Linked DNA regions of Mus musculus: region 2 is linked to region 1. Evidence: chromatin contacts called from public promoter capture Hi-C data. All regions are on one chromosome and are shown on one strand. Each heading gives the region's core, a stretch centred on a gene start, on an enhancer-like site or on the middle of the called end of the contact. The rest is flanking DNA. Distances are from core to core; before and after follow the strand shown.

What was found. Capture Hi-C pulls out chosen DNA fragments and counts their contacts.
Region 2: a contact with region 1 is called in a promoter capture Hi-C map of adipose tissue. The contact joins two enhancer-like sites. A contact is called at or near these places in 6 of 39 promoter capture datasets (3T3-L1-derived adipocytes, cranial neural crest, liver and 3 more), 1 of 15 datasets of contacts at CTCF or cohesin (the NIH/3T3 cell line), 2 of 484 Hi-C or Micro-C datasets (the G1E-ER4 cell line and embryonic stem cells), 10 of 115 datasets of contacts at active chromatin or transcription factors (the 230-238 cell line, the SCID.adh cell line, effector CD8 T cells and 5 more) and 2 of 9 other capture datasets (adipose tissue and liver).

Annotation. Positions count from the first base shown.
Region 1 is chr2:167,484,588-167,487,287 of GRCm38.p6, forward strand. Spata2 (spermatogenesis associated 2) reads right to left here. Exons shown (of 3, transcript NM_170756.2): 2 at 571-1,006. The coding sequence starts at 888. Among named protein-coding and RNA genes, the nearest start is that of Spata2, 6.9 kb to the right of the region's middle. Within about 2 kb of position 1,319, at least 111 of the 459 cell types and tissues checked have an H3K27ac peak or open chromatin away from gene starts, as enhancers often do. A contact at or near this core is called in adipose tissue, where this site is marked.
Region 2 is chr2:167,670,551-167,673,250 of GRCm38.p6, forward strand. No RefSeq gene overlaps it. Among named protein-coding and RNA genes, the nearest start is that of Gm14320, 7.3 kb to the left of the region's middle. Within about 2 kb of position 1,436, at least 59 of the 459 cell types and tissues checked have an H3K27ac peak or open chromatin away from gene starts, as enhancers often do. A contact at or near this core is called in adipose tissue, where this site is marked.

The DNA of each region.
Region 1 (2,700 bases), core at 69-2,568:
AAAGTGGGCAGAGAAAAAAAAGGCATGCTATAGAGAAGCCTGTTCAAACCAGATGCAGAGCGCGACCGCAGGGAGGGATGGCGAGCTCCTGCCTGGAGACCACAGGCAAGAGCACACTAAATGCACACCACCGAGCAAGGAGTACACGTGGCCCGGGAGGCCAGGAGACCATGGTTTCTGACTATGTGAAGGCTCTGTACCACAGGAGAAGCACAGGGGTGGAATTACAGAGAGAGATACTAAGCCCCAGGATGTCCATTTTGAGCCTTCTGTCACAGTTTCAGGAACACCCAAGGCTGGGATGTAGCTCAGGGACAGAGCGTGCACTACAGGTTTAATCCCTAGCACGACAATAAACAAACAAATGCACATGCCAGGATTCCAGCCCCTGGCCCTGCTAGGGAAAGTGCAGAGAATCTTCTCTCAAGCCCCAGCCAACACACACCTACCCACCCCTCAACTGGGACTCTGGTCCACACCAGCTCCCAGCTGCCTGGAGCCCATGGGCTGAGAACAGGGGCACGTGCACGCGGGAGGGAGCAGCAGGCAGAGGCGGCCACCCCACCTCACCTTGATGCTGCGGAACTCCTTCTTCCAGGGGAACAGGAAGAGGTTGATGGCCATTGTCTCCAGCATGCTGAAGGCGCAGTGCAGAGCACTCAGGCTGGAGCTGCTCAGCGAGCGGAGGGAGCTCTCCACCACCTCATAAAACTGGATCAGCCGAAATCGATATAAAGGGTCCACCTTGTGCAGGCTGAGCAGGGTGGCAGCTGCCACGCGCAGGTACTCATCGCTGCCAGGCTGCTGGTTGCCGGGGGTGGTGTCCACTTTGCCCTCATGGAACTGCACGTACTTCCGGAATAAGTCATCCTTGTACTTCGTATCCATTGAACTGGGCTTCCCCAAATCAAACCCAAGGGCTACCTCATCTCCCCCATGGCTCTGGAACTGGAGGCTGGCACATCACATGAAGAACTGGCCTGGTGCCCATGGACCAGCGCATGCTCTGAAAAGGGGGGAACAAGAAACCATTACCCTTCTGACTGGTGCCTATCCCAGCTTCAGAATGCCAAGGACAGCAAAGCCAAGAGCTGGCCTAGAGTAAGCTGGCTCTTGAGCCCAGATGGCCCCCATGTGCTCTTCCACCTCACTGACACAGAACACAGATGGGCCAGGCGCTGCTGCTCACCAGCTCACAGGAGTGACTAATGCCCCCAAAGGCAAGGTTCGGGGAGCGAGCCGGTGCACACTTGGCCTTGGTGTGACAGGAGGAGGAGTCTGGGAAAACCCCAAGGCACACTTAAACCTGAAGCACTGCCAGGCCCAGGGTGTGATGCCAGAGGTGGCGGCAGAGAGGTGCTGAGCTGGCACTACAGAGCATGTGCCAGTACTAACCCCTTGCTCCTGAGCAAGTGGGCACAGCAGTTACCATGGCCCCTGAAATCAGCCAGTCATCAAGAGAAGCACCCAGGGTCCCAGATCTCTCAAGGTGGAGATAAGGTCAGAGCCCAGAAAGGCTCCAGAGTCCAGGCCAAGCCCACCACACCCTGTTTTCCTGGAGAAGGAAGGAGCTTGGCACCAACAGAAAGGAGGTTTGCTGCTAATGATCAGGGCACACAGAGGGATTGCTGGTGCAGGGGCCTGACCCACAGCTACTCAGAGGACACACCCACTACTCCTTGGGGACGATGGGACTGCACTGCTTGGTGAGAAGGACCCTGGGTCCAGCTCCCAGCACAACACAGAGCCAGGGCTTCTGGGGAAGTCCACATAAACCACTGGAGAGTTTAATTCAAGGATCTAGATAGGGACTAGAGAGACCAGGCCACTACTGTCCCCTTTACCTTAGAGGGGGCCGCAGCCAGCTGCGAGAAGAAGCACACAGCCCAGCAGCTCACAGGGGACCTCGGGGAAAGACAGCAACTGTCAGTGCCACACACTGCAGACAAACCAGGCTCAAGAGGGCACAGCAGCACCCTCAACCCTTTGGCTCTTTTCTCATGAATCCAGATCAGCACACACAGCTCTGCACACTGTGGCTAAGTAAGGAAAGCACTGACAGCCTCTTCTGCCTTGGCAAGGTATCCACCCTCAAGACACCAGGCTTTCTCAAGAAGGCTCCGTCCACCTTCAGGTAGAGTGGGCGTGACCTGCACCTGCTGCTTTCCTGGCCAGAGCCCCAGTGTGTGGGTGGTGAGCATCCTACTCTAAGCCAGCCTCCACACCTCACTCAGGCGGGGCTTCCCGTCATCAGCACCACTAAGACTGAAGAGGTTAGGGGCCTGGGCTCTCCTTGGGGGCTTGGTATGGCCTGTGGGGTCCTCTAGTATTATCTGGGCTCTGGCAACAATCCCACAGCCCACAGAACCACCCTGGCCTCAGGAAGCCACAGCTCAGCATCTCCAGTTTGGGGACATGAGTGGCAGCATTAACAGTGGGTGAAAGTGAGCAAAACTGGGGGCCCATGCTGGGCATGGCAGTACTCTGTGTGTTCCAGTACTCAGGAGGTAAGGCAAAATGGCCTGTAGTCCACTGCAGAACAAACAAACAGAACCAGAAAGTCCCCTTCCTTTCACCCACTGCCTGTGAGGGTACACAGAAACAAACTGACCTGGGGAGCACAAAAGGGCCCCAAAGATGAGTGCTAAGTCCTGACCAAAACCAGAGGCGGAGGTCATACTTCACAGCAGTCTAGCCTTC
Region 2 (2,700 bases), core at 186-2,685, 190 kb after region 1:
TCCAGCCTACTATCAGTACAAGAAAGCCAGTTGAGAAAGCCATGGACAGTGAGCTATGGAGAGCAAGCCATGGAGAGCAAGCCAGTAAGCAATGTTCATCCATGGCTTCTGCTTCTGCTCCTGCCTCCTGGTTCCTGCCATCACTGGCTTCCCTCAGTGACCTGAGAGTTGTAAGCTGGAATCAGCCCTTCTTGCTGCCTGCTTTTGGTCATGGTGTTTTTCACAGCAATAGAAACCCTGCCTCAGACATCCTTCTGTGTGGAAATCAGGGTTCCCTGAAGTTAAGCAGCACCGTTCTTGCTCCTCTGAAGTCTATGATTAGTTAGCATGGGATTGACCTTCCCTTAGTTAGCATGGGATTGACCTTCCCTTAGTATAAGCTAAGCAACATCCTCCTCTGGTTCCTGAGGGCACAGAGAATGGCTCAGAGGTGATCAGGTGACTTTAGGAGGTTCAACCACAGTGGACTTCAGGATCCTGGGATATGAAGGAGGCTGGTCTCAACAGGACCTGCTAGCACAGGACTGGGGGTAGAGGCCTTGCCTAATCTGTACTAAGTGCTGGGTTTGGTCCCAGGTACCACAGAGACCAGGTGACCCCTGCCAGGAGACACACGCCTGTGGGCCCAGCACTGGGCATCCTCCTATTCCCATAGACAATCCTTGAAGCCGGGGTAGAGCTCGGATGTCCAAGGTTCTCGGGTCTAGTTCTATAATACATGGCCTCTAATCCCAGGTCTGGACCTGTTACTGATCTGCTTAGCAGCCTTTGAGCCAGAAGTCTCACAGACTCATTTCCTCCTTTTGTTGACCCAGGTAAATCAAACAGACCAGGAGCTTCCAGGAATTGCTCCTCCTCTTTCCTTGGCTGCAGGCAGTGCCAACAGCCTTTGACCCATGGGTTGTCCAGGGAGCTGGGGACTGACACTTTCAGCCCAGAGGCACTCAGCTGCTGGAGGAGGGTGTGGCTGCTGGAGCCACAGTGACCAGCATAATTGCCTTTCCTTTCTTTTCGCCTCCTTTAAGGTTTTCTTAAAATTCTTTGTGTGTAGGTTTGAGACAAGTTGCCTAGAACTGGTGGGCTCTTGGGAATTGAGTTGGCTCTCTCATCCCGCCACATTGGCCTGCACCTGGGGAGGCTCGAGGGGTCAAACATAGGTTCTGAGGCTTGGCAGCAAACCCCTTTTACCACTGAGCCATCTCAAAGGTTCTGTTTCCCTTGTGCCACCCCAACCTTGTGGCAATCCTCCTGCCTCAGCCTTCCCTGTACAGGGATAACAGGCCTGTGCCACCATGCCCAGCCGGTCCATGTGGCCCTTAACTCTCTTAGTGTTTGGGCTGGCGAGTGTCCGTCCGATGCCATCTCGTGCTCTGTAGATTGTTTCTTAGGGACCCAGGGCTCACTGTCACTGAATGTCATTGACAATTCTCCATGAAATTGGACCTTGGCACCAAGTTCTAGTCACTCCCTATTCTAATTGCGTTGACTGAACCCACAGTGGGAAGAGCAGACTCACAAGCTCATCCTCTGGCCCCACACTCTTACCCACCCCCCACACTCTTACCCATCCCCCACACTCTTACCCACCCCCCACACTCTTACCCATCCCCCACACTCTTACCCATCCCCCACACTCTTACCCATCCCCCACACTCTTACCCATCCCCCACACTCTTACCCATCCCCCACAATAATGAGGAAAGATGGGAGAAGGGAGGGGGGAGGAAACGGGACAGTATGTTCCCGAGCGCGTCCCCAAACATGCCCCTCCCATTCTCGAGTCCACGGGTCATCCAGCACTGTAATATCTTCGTAGAGAAAGTCATCCTCCAGCGCCTGGTGATGCAGCAATACAGCTTTGGTGCACACCCCCCCCCCCCAAAATGCAAAGCGAGGTCTTAGAACAGTACAAAACAACTGTTCTGCTGTGATAGCAGCTGGAGATAGAGTCTCCTGGGAGCCCCGGGCAGCTGTCAGCTGTCTAAACTGGCAGTCGGGGAGAGGGGGAGGAGAGAGAGGGAGAGAGAGATGCGTTAGCCTCAGAGTCAAGTCGACTGGGTACCAGTTTTTATCAATGGAACAGTCCTGGAAGGTCCAGGTCTGGGGAGGGTGGGGCCTCTGCTGAGTCACCTTAGCTCCTGTTGAAAACACCAACTGTTTATTTTTTTCCCCCTAGGGCTTTGAAATTTATTAGTTTGGTTTTTCTAGGCTGTCCTGGAACTCTCCATGTAGACCAGTCTGTCCTTGAACTCACAGAGATCCTTCTGCCTCTGCCTCCCAAGTACTGGGACTAAAGGCTTGTGCCAAAATGTCTGTGTTGGGTTTTTTGTTTGTTTTGTTTTGTTTTGTTTTGTTTTGTTTTGTTTTGTTTTGTTTTTTGAGACAGGGTTTCTCTGTATAGCCCTGGCTGTCCTGGAACTCACTCTGTAGACCAGGCTGTCCTGGAACTCAGAAATCTGCCTGCCTCTGCCTCCCAAGTGCTGGGATTAAAGGCGTGCGCCACCACGCCCGGCTAATGTCTGGTTTTTTTGTGGTGATATAGGGATGTGGCTCAGGTAGTAGAGCCCTAGTCCTGGGTTCCATCCCACAACTGCAAAAATCAGATAATGCTCATCTGCCATCCCAGCAAGGGAGAGGTGGAGGCCAGATCACGAGTTCAAGGTCATCCTTGGCTGGTAAAGAAGTTGGTGTTGTCTGGAC